Linked DNA regions of Mus musculus: region 2 is linked to region 1. The links are chromatin contacts, called in public promoter capture Hi-C maps. All regions are on one chromosome and are shown on one strand. The core of a region is the stretch at or near the end of the contact, and the rest is flanking DNA. Distances in the headings are between cores, read along the strand shown.

Evidence for each region. Promoter capture Hi-C pulls out the DNA fragments that hold promoters and counts their contacts.
Region 2: a contact with region 1 is called in a promoter capture Hi-C map of hippocampal neurons, with 6 times the contacts expected there. A contact is called at or near these places in 2 of 39 promoter capture datasets (the 3T3-L1 cell line and hippocampal neurons).

Annotation. Positions count from the first base shown.
Region 1 is chr19:30,171,878-30,176,946 of GRCm38.p6, forward strand. Gldc (glycine decarboxylase) reads right to left here and starts at 3,564. Exons shown (of 25, transcript NM_138595.2): 1 at 3,114-3,564; 2 at 2,547-2,625. The coding sequence starts at 3,383.
Region 2 is chr19:32,099,694-32,104,606 of GRCm38.p6, forward strand. It overlaps Asah2 (N-acylsphingosine amidohydrolase 2), which reads right to left and starts at 3,447. Exons shown (of 24, transcript NM_018830.1): 1 at 3,326-3,447; 2 at 1,857-1,934.

The DNA of each region.
Region 1 (5,069 bases), core at 2,314-4,813:
TAAGTGCTAAGCCAAGTATCTACTCATTGCTTACAATGAGGGTGGTAAAGACAACAGCCCGGTTCTTACAGCCACTACAGCAAATGCATCTCCGCTATAGAAGAGGGTTGGTACCCACAGGAAGGTAAGTGTGAGTCAGGCTACTCCACTGCTAAACGCTCCTGCTGGAGGAAACAAGGAACCAGCCTGCTTCCCTCACAGAGACCATTCATCCGCCATGACGCAGCAGTGTAAAACATCCACGTCTTGTAAATGCAGCATCCCTAACTCTCTCTTCTCCCTTGCTCCTTAGCCCAGTGAGCGAGCTTTTCAGGAAGGGGTGGGGTAGGGAGAATTTTGACTGTAGAATATTTTCTCTAAGGGAATTCAAACTCTAGGGGACCTGTTCCAAGAGACACAGGCTAATAAATCTCTTACTAGAAAAATCTGAACTGAACAACAACAAGACAAGTCATTTTAATCCCAACACTTCGGAGGGAGACAGAGGCAGGTGGATCTCTGCTTTTGGGGGAAGCCTGGTCTACGTGGTTCCATGCCAGTTACAGGGACAAGAAGATCCCATTAAGAGAGAGGGAGGGAGAGAGAGAGAGAGACAGAGACAGAGAGAGACAGAGACAGAAAGAGACAGAGAGGATGAACACTGATCAGTTCACCAGGCCTTAATACTCCTAAAAGAACATCTTACTTAGAGCATGTTATACAAGGAGCTAATCTAGACATTCTGCTCTTAAAAGTCTCAGGAAGGCAATTATTGGCACAAATACTTGCCAATGGCTTCCTTGACAAATACACAACTAGGACCAGATGTGCACTCCTTTAATCCCAGCTGGTCTTCAAAGACAGGCCAGCCAGGGCCACATAGTGAGACCCTATCCTTTTTTTTTTTTTTTTTTTTGAGACAGGGTTTCTGTGTGTAGCCTTGGCTGTCCTGGAACTCATTTTGTAGACCAGGCTGGCCTCGAACTCAGAAATCCGCCTGCCTCTGCCTCCCAAGTGCTAGGATTAAAGGCGTGCGCCACCACGCCTGGCTTTGAGACCCGATCTTAAAAATAAGGAGAGGAAGGAAGGAAGGAAGGAAGGAAGGAAGGAAGGAAGGAAGGAAGGATCACACACAGGAAAAAAAACTGTTCTCAAAAATAAGTACAGTTTTTCCACATTGTGATGTACACATAATATAACTTTACTCAATGAATAAGGGCCAGAGAATCACAAGTTTGAGGCTTGCCTAAGCTGCATGAAAGTCCTTATTTCAAAAAACAAGTAAGCCAACTTCTGTTTTTCTCACATTTGATGGCTCAGAATGTTGGTGTCCTGAAATTGAGATAGGTATTCCTTATGGCCATCTTTCCAAGTCTCAGGTGGTTTGCTTTGTGAGCAAGCCCCTGGCCATCAGCATCTGACAGCAAGGAGGGCAGCAGCCCTCATAGAACCTGAGGTACAGCATCCCCAGCTGCAGCCGGAATAGGCTCAGGATGTCTTTTAAAACAAAACCAGCTTTGCATGTAGAATTTCTTCTCACAGAAACCAAACCAGACAAGCAACAGCAAGCAAGCAAGCAAACGAAACAATTGCCCTAGAGAAATATCTCTATGATCTGGGGTTATCAGATGAGGGAGCTTGGTATTTTTTTTAATTTTCTAAGAGTTCTTCAGCTCTGACCATCCCTTAACATCTAGATTCTTCCCTGACTCCTAGAAGTCAATGCCACATAAAAAAACAACAACAAACAAACAAAAAAACCACCCAAAGACAGCATTAGGACCATTAAAACCACTTTTACCAAGAGGGGCTGAAGAGATGGCTCAATAGCTAAGAGCACGTGTTGCTCTTGCAGAGGACCCAGGTTTGGAGTTCCCTAACTGTGGGGAACTCCAGTTCTAGATGACCCAACAGCCCGCGTGGTGCACAAATATAAATGCAAGAAAATCTTTTAAAAACAAAATAATCATTAAAAAGGGAAGCCTATAACTAGCCTGAGATTTCTTAACCAAGCACAAATCGAGTTTGTGTGCTTTTCAGAAAAAACAAAACAAACAAACAAACAAACAAAAACCCCACATATTCAGGCTTGCAAAGCACTGCTGCCTTTAGATGGGTGAGGGTGAGAGGGGAAACCGATGTGAGACAGAACAATTTGAAATTCTCGTGACTTTGAGAAGTCTAAGTCCCCTTCCAAATAAGTCTCTTCTCTAGCTGCAGGACCTCAGGTGATTTCCTTTGTCCTTTCGGAAGTCTCACCTGATCTACTGAGATAACTACCTTCTCAGCTCAAAGGAACAAAAAGCCCTTCCGGTGGGCGTGCATGAGGTGGAGACTTCTAATCCAACACGTGTCTTTTGCAAAGCCTTCTTTGGGAAAGCTTGTAGGTGCCTCGCCAGCAACTCAGGGATAAAGACCATGAAAGGGGCTTACATAGGTTTTCCTCAGGGAAGAAAAATCCCAGCGGTTTAGGGCCTGTCAAGTACTGAGCAATCCAACCCCAAAGCCGGACAGAGATTATAGAAGGCAGAGCAGCGGAACCCCTGAGAGTCCTCCCGGCCACTTACAAATAGGGTCTTCCATTTTCAAGGGTCTCTTCAAGCGGATGCTGGCGGGGACCGTCTTCTCGATGAGCTCATCAATGCTCTAAAATTTAAAAACGCAAGCTGGTGAACAGGACAGTCAGAGCAAAGAGCCTGAGTTAAGAGAGCCACTTCAGTTTATCTTCAAAGGCTGGTAGGAACTTCATTTAAATCGTCTAATTAAGAGTTCTTTTTAAAGTGAAACATCAGGAAGCAGAAATCTTTTGGAGGAAAAAAAAAAAAAATGATGGAGCCGGATGGTAAATCCGCTACTCCGGGTTCGGGAGCTGCAACTGGAGCTGACCGGATTAATGTACTCTAAGTAGGGAGTCTTCTTTTCCTGCAAAGTTAGGGTTCGTCTGGAGTTGGGGATATTTTTTAAATGCACTTTAGAAGAGCGAGAACAGAGTAAAAGTTAAGAGAGGAGAAGGCACCACGATTAAGAGCGAGCTCGCTTTCAAGCTGGGGCCCGGGACGGAGGAGGAAGGCAAGGTGGGAGCCGGGAGGCCCAGCGGGCAGAGCTCCGGCAGGGTGGAGGGTGGAGGGCCTTACCGCCAGCCCCAGCGCCTGCAGCATCTCCCTCCGGTCTTTGTCTCCGGGGCCGATGTGTCTCCGGGAGAAGTCATCGTGTCTGGGCAGGAGGCGCTCCAGAAGGCGCGAGGCCCCAGCCGCGCCGCGGTCCCCGCCACCGCCACCGCCACCGCCGCCGCTGCTGTCCCGGCTTCGCTGCGCCCAACTCAAGCCGGTGCCCCGAGCCAGGCGGTGGCCGCCCCCGGCTCCGCGGCCCAGGCGCAGCCCCCATGCCCTGGCACACAGCTGCATGGACGCCGTCACCTCCCCAGCCCACGAGGGTCAGCAGCGCTTTCCGGCCCTCCTCTGGCCCCAATGCCCCGGGAGTGGCCGCCGCAGTCCCTGGATCCCCTTCCCGACCACTGCGGGCAATGAATGGGTACAGCGAACTGCACTAACTCTTGCAAAGTTCCTCCGCCTCAGCAGGCACCTGCTCCGCACACTTTAAGCGGCGCCCGAAGGCGGGCAGTAGGATGGAGCCAGGAAACCTTTAGCCAATGGGAATGGGTTGCAGGGCGGGGGCGAGGCAGGGCCCTCCCTTTCTCTCTCCTCCTTGTCTCCCACCTCCTCCCACTTCTTTCCCCTCTTCAGCAGCAGGGTGGAGTCCCCTGCCTGATGCTGGAAGTTTAAGGTCCCAAATCCCTCTTCTTACACAGGGGTTCGGGATGCTCTATAGGCCCACTGGCCGGGTTGTAGGGCCCATTGGGGCAGCCCTAACATTCGTGAAGTTCCTGGAGCAATGCACTGAGACAGAAGACAGGAAGACTCCAATAGTTAGCTGGTCTCCACTTACTGACTTTAGGGTCACATCTCATGAAAACCACTATGGGCAAAGGAAGGTTCTTTCATAGTTATGAAATCTGGACAAAGAGCACAGCCCCTAAAATATCTTATGCTTTAATCTTTTAATAAAGATTTAATATTATTTTTTATTGATTTGTGTGTTGGGTGAAATGTCTGTCTGTGTATCACATACATGCCGAATGCTTGCAGAAGTTAGAAGTGGACATCAGATTCCCTGCAAATGGTGTTACAGGCTGTTGTGAGCTTTTATGTGGGTGCTGATAGCCCAACCATAAGAGTAGCAAGTGCTCTCAATCACTGAGCCATCCCCCTGACCCCACTTTTTTTGAGATATGATGCGATGGGAACCAAACCCCCGATCTCCCAACTAGCACCAAGCTACACCCCAGCACCTGTCTTCTCCCTCCCTCCTTTGTATGTCTCCTTCGTCTTCTCTGTACTGGTTTGATATGCACCCATTCCTGAAATTCAGTCTTCCTTTACGTGGAATGCATGAGTATGCTGTTGGTATATTGGCTATATTTTTATTTCCTGAGTAAACCTAAACAGATACTGTAATGAAAGCAAAAGCATCTCCAGGAAGCTGACCCCCAAGGACAGGAACCTGGGACCCGCCTATCTGACCTTTATACACATCCTTAACGATGACCTTAGAGTTGAAGGCAAAGAGAAACTGGGTCTTGGGAAAGACACAAGAAACAGTGTTGCCTAAACTTTCAGGGGCGACTACTGTGTCTGTTGCAGGCAGGTCTTTGCTAGACCAAATAGTTGCTAAGTTAAGACCTTCCAGTGGAAGGACTTGTAGGGAGGGCTAACTACTGTGATGAGTTTGTAGGTTAAAATGACAGGTCAGAAGAGGAGACGACTCCAATGTTCTGAAAGAATCCCTTCATTTCTATTGCTACAGGAAGCACATATTTAGGGAATCATTTAGACCCAGTGTTGGATTGCCAAATTTCCACACAAGCTGACTTCATAACTTTATTTGGTCTTCTATATAAACATCAGAATGAGGACATTTTTAGTAGTTTGGAATGTACATGATTATTGGGAACAGCATATTCTACTGAGGTAAGCTGCATTCTGCAGTACTTATCAGTAATCACTATACTTGAGAGGTAGAGAGGCAGGATG
Region 2 (4,913 bases), core at 2,197-4,696, 1.9 Mb after region 1:
TAAAATTGCTGGACTTAGTAAACATTGCCTTCCATGTAATTGCTTCCTATCACCAGTAAAGAAATGCAAACTAGTCAACCAGCTTAAAAATCAAGACCACTGCCTATTGCCAAAAACAAAAACAAAACAAAACAAAAAAACAAAAAACAAACAAATAACCCCATCACACCTCATCTGTAAAGACACCCACATTTTGAAAATCAAAGTTTGAAAGCCAGTCTTTCAAGCCTAGTGGAAGCTGAAAACAAGCTGGTATAGTAATCCTGAGATTTGATAGAGAAGGTTTCAAATTGAAATTAGACAGGAGAGATGATGAAAGCTACTAACTGTTAATAAAGAAAAGACAAATAATTGGGAAGAAATAACAACTGTAACTATATATGCACTGAGTGGTGGGGTCACCAATGCCATAAAGAGATACTAATGAGCATTAAATGTTTGACTGATACCGTAACAGTGGGTAACATCATATTTAAATAGGTCATCCAAACCAAGGGGAAAAAACAACAGCAACCAAAACAACAGCAAAGGAAGCTTCTGGGTTAAGGCATACCCAGATCAAATTGACTTAATAGATAGAAACAAAGTATTTCGTCCAACAGCTATGGAAAACACATTTCGTTTTCAGTAGCCTGTAGATAGTCCTCGAAGATAGAACACATTAGGCAATCAGGTCTTAACAAGTACAATATAATCACGACAATTTCTAAGAACTTAACAGTGGCGTAGAAGAAGAGAGAGATAGCAAGAGAAACCACAGGAAGTACACGAATACTAGGAAAACGAAAAAATATACTATCAAATGACCAGCAGATCATCAGCCAACCCAGAAATGGGATTTTTAAATGCTTCTATAATCAAATAAAGCACAATTTATCAGCACTTTTGAGATAGAAATAAGATAGTTCTAAGAGGTAAAGTTTATAGCTTTAAATGCTTACATTAGAAAAAAATAGAGATATTGCAAAGATATTTCAAATAAATACCAATGATAAACTTCAAGGTTTTAGATGAACAAGAACAATTCAAACCCCCCCCCCCCCCAGAAAGCAATAGGAGGCTAGAAATAAAAATGCAAGGGCAGAAACAAATGGAAGAAAATGTTGGATCAATTAAACACAAAATTGGATGCTTGAAAAGATAAATATTATACATACACACACATATATAAGGCTTATATAAAACTATATAAGAGGCATACAAATAATAAAAATAAAATAAAACTAACATATTTGCCCAAACTCTTCATGAAAACATTAAGTTCATATACTGTGATTAAGTTTGCTCCATCTCAGGAATTCCAGGTTGGGTCAATTATATAAACAGAAAAACAAAATTTGAGGATGATCTTATAACAAAGTCCAAAGAAATCTATTGTCTCATTAGAGACTTTTAAAAAATGCAATCCTAAAAACTGGACAGTCTAGGAGAAATGAGTAAATCCTGATACACATATAACCCACCTAAATTAAATCAAGAAGATATCAACAACTTAAAGAGTTCCATAGGCAACAAGAGTCAGACAGTGATGAGAGTATCGGCCCACAAAGAAAAGCTCTGTAGCGGGCTCGATGCTAGATTCCACCAAGTCTTCAAGTCATCACCATCACTCAGCAAGCTGCTCCCAAGACAGAGCAGTCAAAGCATTAAAAGCGGACTCATTCTGGGAAGTCAATATTGCCCTGACACCCAAACCAGATAAGGACACAGATGCAAACAGAAGACTGCATACCACGTGCCCTCCAGAGCGAGGTGAATAAACTAATCGCAGGCCTGAAGAGATGGCTCAGTGATTAAGAGTATGCACTGCTCTTCCAGAGAACCTCAGCTCTCAGGACCCATGCAGAGGTACTTACATGGCACTCACAAGTACTGCAACTCCAGCTGAAAGGGACCCGATGCCTCTAAGCACACCAGCACTCATGTGTACAGACCTGCACAAAGAGACATACAAAGAATAAAAATAAAATATTTTAAAAACTAACATATTTGCCCAAGCTCTTCATGATAACACTAAGATCATATCCTGTGATTAAGTTCGGTTCCATCTCAGGAATTCCAGGTTGGGTCAACATGCACAGACCAATCAAGGCAATACAAAATATATAGAGGCTGAAGGCTAGAAAATACACAATTAATAGATGCAGATATAGCTTTTGGCAAACTCCAACATCTCTCCATGATAAAAATACCAGAATATGTAGGGATATAAAGAACATTTGTCCACATAAAGACTATACAGGATCAGCCTGTTAGCTGACATTATATAATAAATACGTAAAAAATTGTTTCCTAAAATCAAAAACAAGAGTCTCTCTCTCTCACCCCCCCACCTCGTCTTCGCCCTCTCTCTCTGTGCATGTATGTGTGTGTGTGCACGTATGTGTGTGCACATATGTGTGTATGTGTGTATTCTTATTCAATATGGTGTCCGAGTTGGGGGAAACTTTTAGAAAAGTTGTAGACCTAAACGTCGATTGCCTTGCATTTTACCTGCACCATGCATTCCGGGAAGTTTGCAAATATCTATACCGTCATCGGTGTGCACAGTGCTTCTAGACTGTACCTTCACACCACATCGGGACCCTGAAAAACTTTAAGCTAAAACCTTGTATTCCTTGAAATTCCATTCAGTTCAAGTCTTTGAAGATTATTTCTAGTCTGTTTTGAGTTTCAGATGCGTTTCCACGAACAAAATAAAAGGTTCGTGAAGTAATACCGATACCCAGCTGAGCACGTAGAGACTGATTAGAAGTCATGACATGCTGAAGGATGTTTCCGGTCACACTGTGTGTGCTGGGGCTAAAGTAGTCAGGTTGTAGGAGAGGAGAAAGCATTCGGTCTTAGATGATGCCTCCCTCCCTCCCTCGGGCTTCCGATGAATTATAGAAGTTTGCTCTCCGAGTCTGGGGTTTTAAATCGTATCTTCCAAAATGGGCAGGAAAATGTGTTTCTGCCTCCTGCATCTACCAATTCAACAAACAACTTCAAATATTTACCTCTAAGTATAGATTTCCAGTAGAGATAGCAAAAAACTACCGTTTGAATCCCACTGCGATCGTGACATTCAAATGACCTGACGCTGCAGCACTAGAATTCAGATCAGTTTAAAGACAATCCCCAGCATCCGAGATGCAGCTTAAATGAGGATGGAGAAATCTGCAAACGCTCACCCCTGCACCCTGGGCTCTTATTTTCACGATAGAATGCAGGCTAATAGACAACTGCCCTTTCTCCAAGGGACCTTGTTTGCAAACAGGAACAAGCATTGCTTTGTTCTCTTGAGAGAAAACAATACAGCATCAATCAAAGCAAAGCCACGTACCCAAACCCGCTGCTGCAGCTGCTCATTCAAACCCCCGCATATCTATCGTTCACGGGCAAACCAGAGTGCCTGCTGGGATGCTTGTGTATCCTCTGCCCGGCTCTTCAGAACACCGCTGCAGGTTAACTCTTGGAGGCTGGAAGCTCTAACCCAGAAAGCCAAGGCTCTGTAACTTAACCACTTACACGCTGACTCATTCAGCAGACACGGTGCACTCTGCTAAGCCTGCTGATGGATGAACACTTGTACCATTCTTGGAAGGTAACACCTAGAACAGTGTTTCTCAACCTGCACTTCAGGACCCTTTTGGTAGGAAGACCCTTTCACAGGGGTCACAGGTCAGATATCCTGCCTATCTGATATTGATAGTGATTCATTACAGTAGCAAAATTACAGTTATGAAGTAGCAACAAAAATAATGTTATGGTTGGGGGGGGGGGGTCACCGCAACATGAGGAACTGTAGTAAGGGGTAGAGGCATTAGGAAGGGTGAGAACCACGGCCCTAGAGGCTGTCTTTTTCCACCATGAACAAACATCATCATTCGCTCAGCCCAACCTGCTTGTCCTCTGTGATTTGGAAAGCAAGCAGTTCATTGCCAAGGATATCAATTGCGTGCCACAGAGACAAAAGTAGACAGTCGCTGCAGAGGCTGGAGTAAAGAACATTTTGAATAAAGGACATACATTCTAGGAAAGACGTTTCTGGACAGATTGCAACTTGATGGAGAAGATTATTATTCACATGTAGTAAACATACCTTAGTAATTTGGATAAACAGATAAAGCTATATTTATATTTCCCATAACACCCCTCCAGGCAACCGCCCCCCCCCCAAAAAAAAAAACAAACCCCAGCTTCTTGCAATATTGCCCTACAGTTACCAGGGCTCCTAGTAGGGCAGGTAGGGGAGTTGAAGAGGGTCAATCTTCTGAGCCTTTGGGAGTTGCTTTACAAGTATGAAAGTCAGGGACAGAAAGCAAAGCCAGTATAGGATCAACTTCTGTTTTTTGTTGTTTCCTTCTGGGCCTTTTCTTCTTGGGACAGGTAATCATGGTATTTTCATAGCCTCGACTCACAGCCATGCCCTGGCCTCCTGGGCCTCTGGAGTGATGGTATTTCAGAAATGTGTCCCATGCTTGGTCCTGGCTCTGGTCTTTGCAGTTTACCTCATCCCCCCCACTCCCCCATGTCGCTATACAGAAGCCTCATGTACCTAGAATCCCCAAAGAAGACTGCTCCTCTTGGCTTATAAATGGGTTGCTACATAGAGTGCCAAGGCATAAATCAAGGTATAGCAAGCCTCTAGCTTTCTTCAGGCTACAGAGTTCGCTGTGGCCTCAGAAGGAAGTAAAAAGTTAAGTACAAAGCTGGCAGGTGTGACAGTGTTTGCTAAAGACTGAGCTATTACAGGTAATCATCCCTCCATGGGGAGACCCGGAAGGCCAGCAGGAGCCTTGGCCCTTTCTCCTCCTCTCTGCCATCTGGAACGGCAAGGGCTGCCTTCTGAGGTTTATTTTCTGCTAACTGGGCTCCTAGGCACCAGGGCCTCCTTTGCCTAAACTTCGTCTACCCTGGGAGTCTCAAAG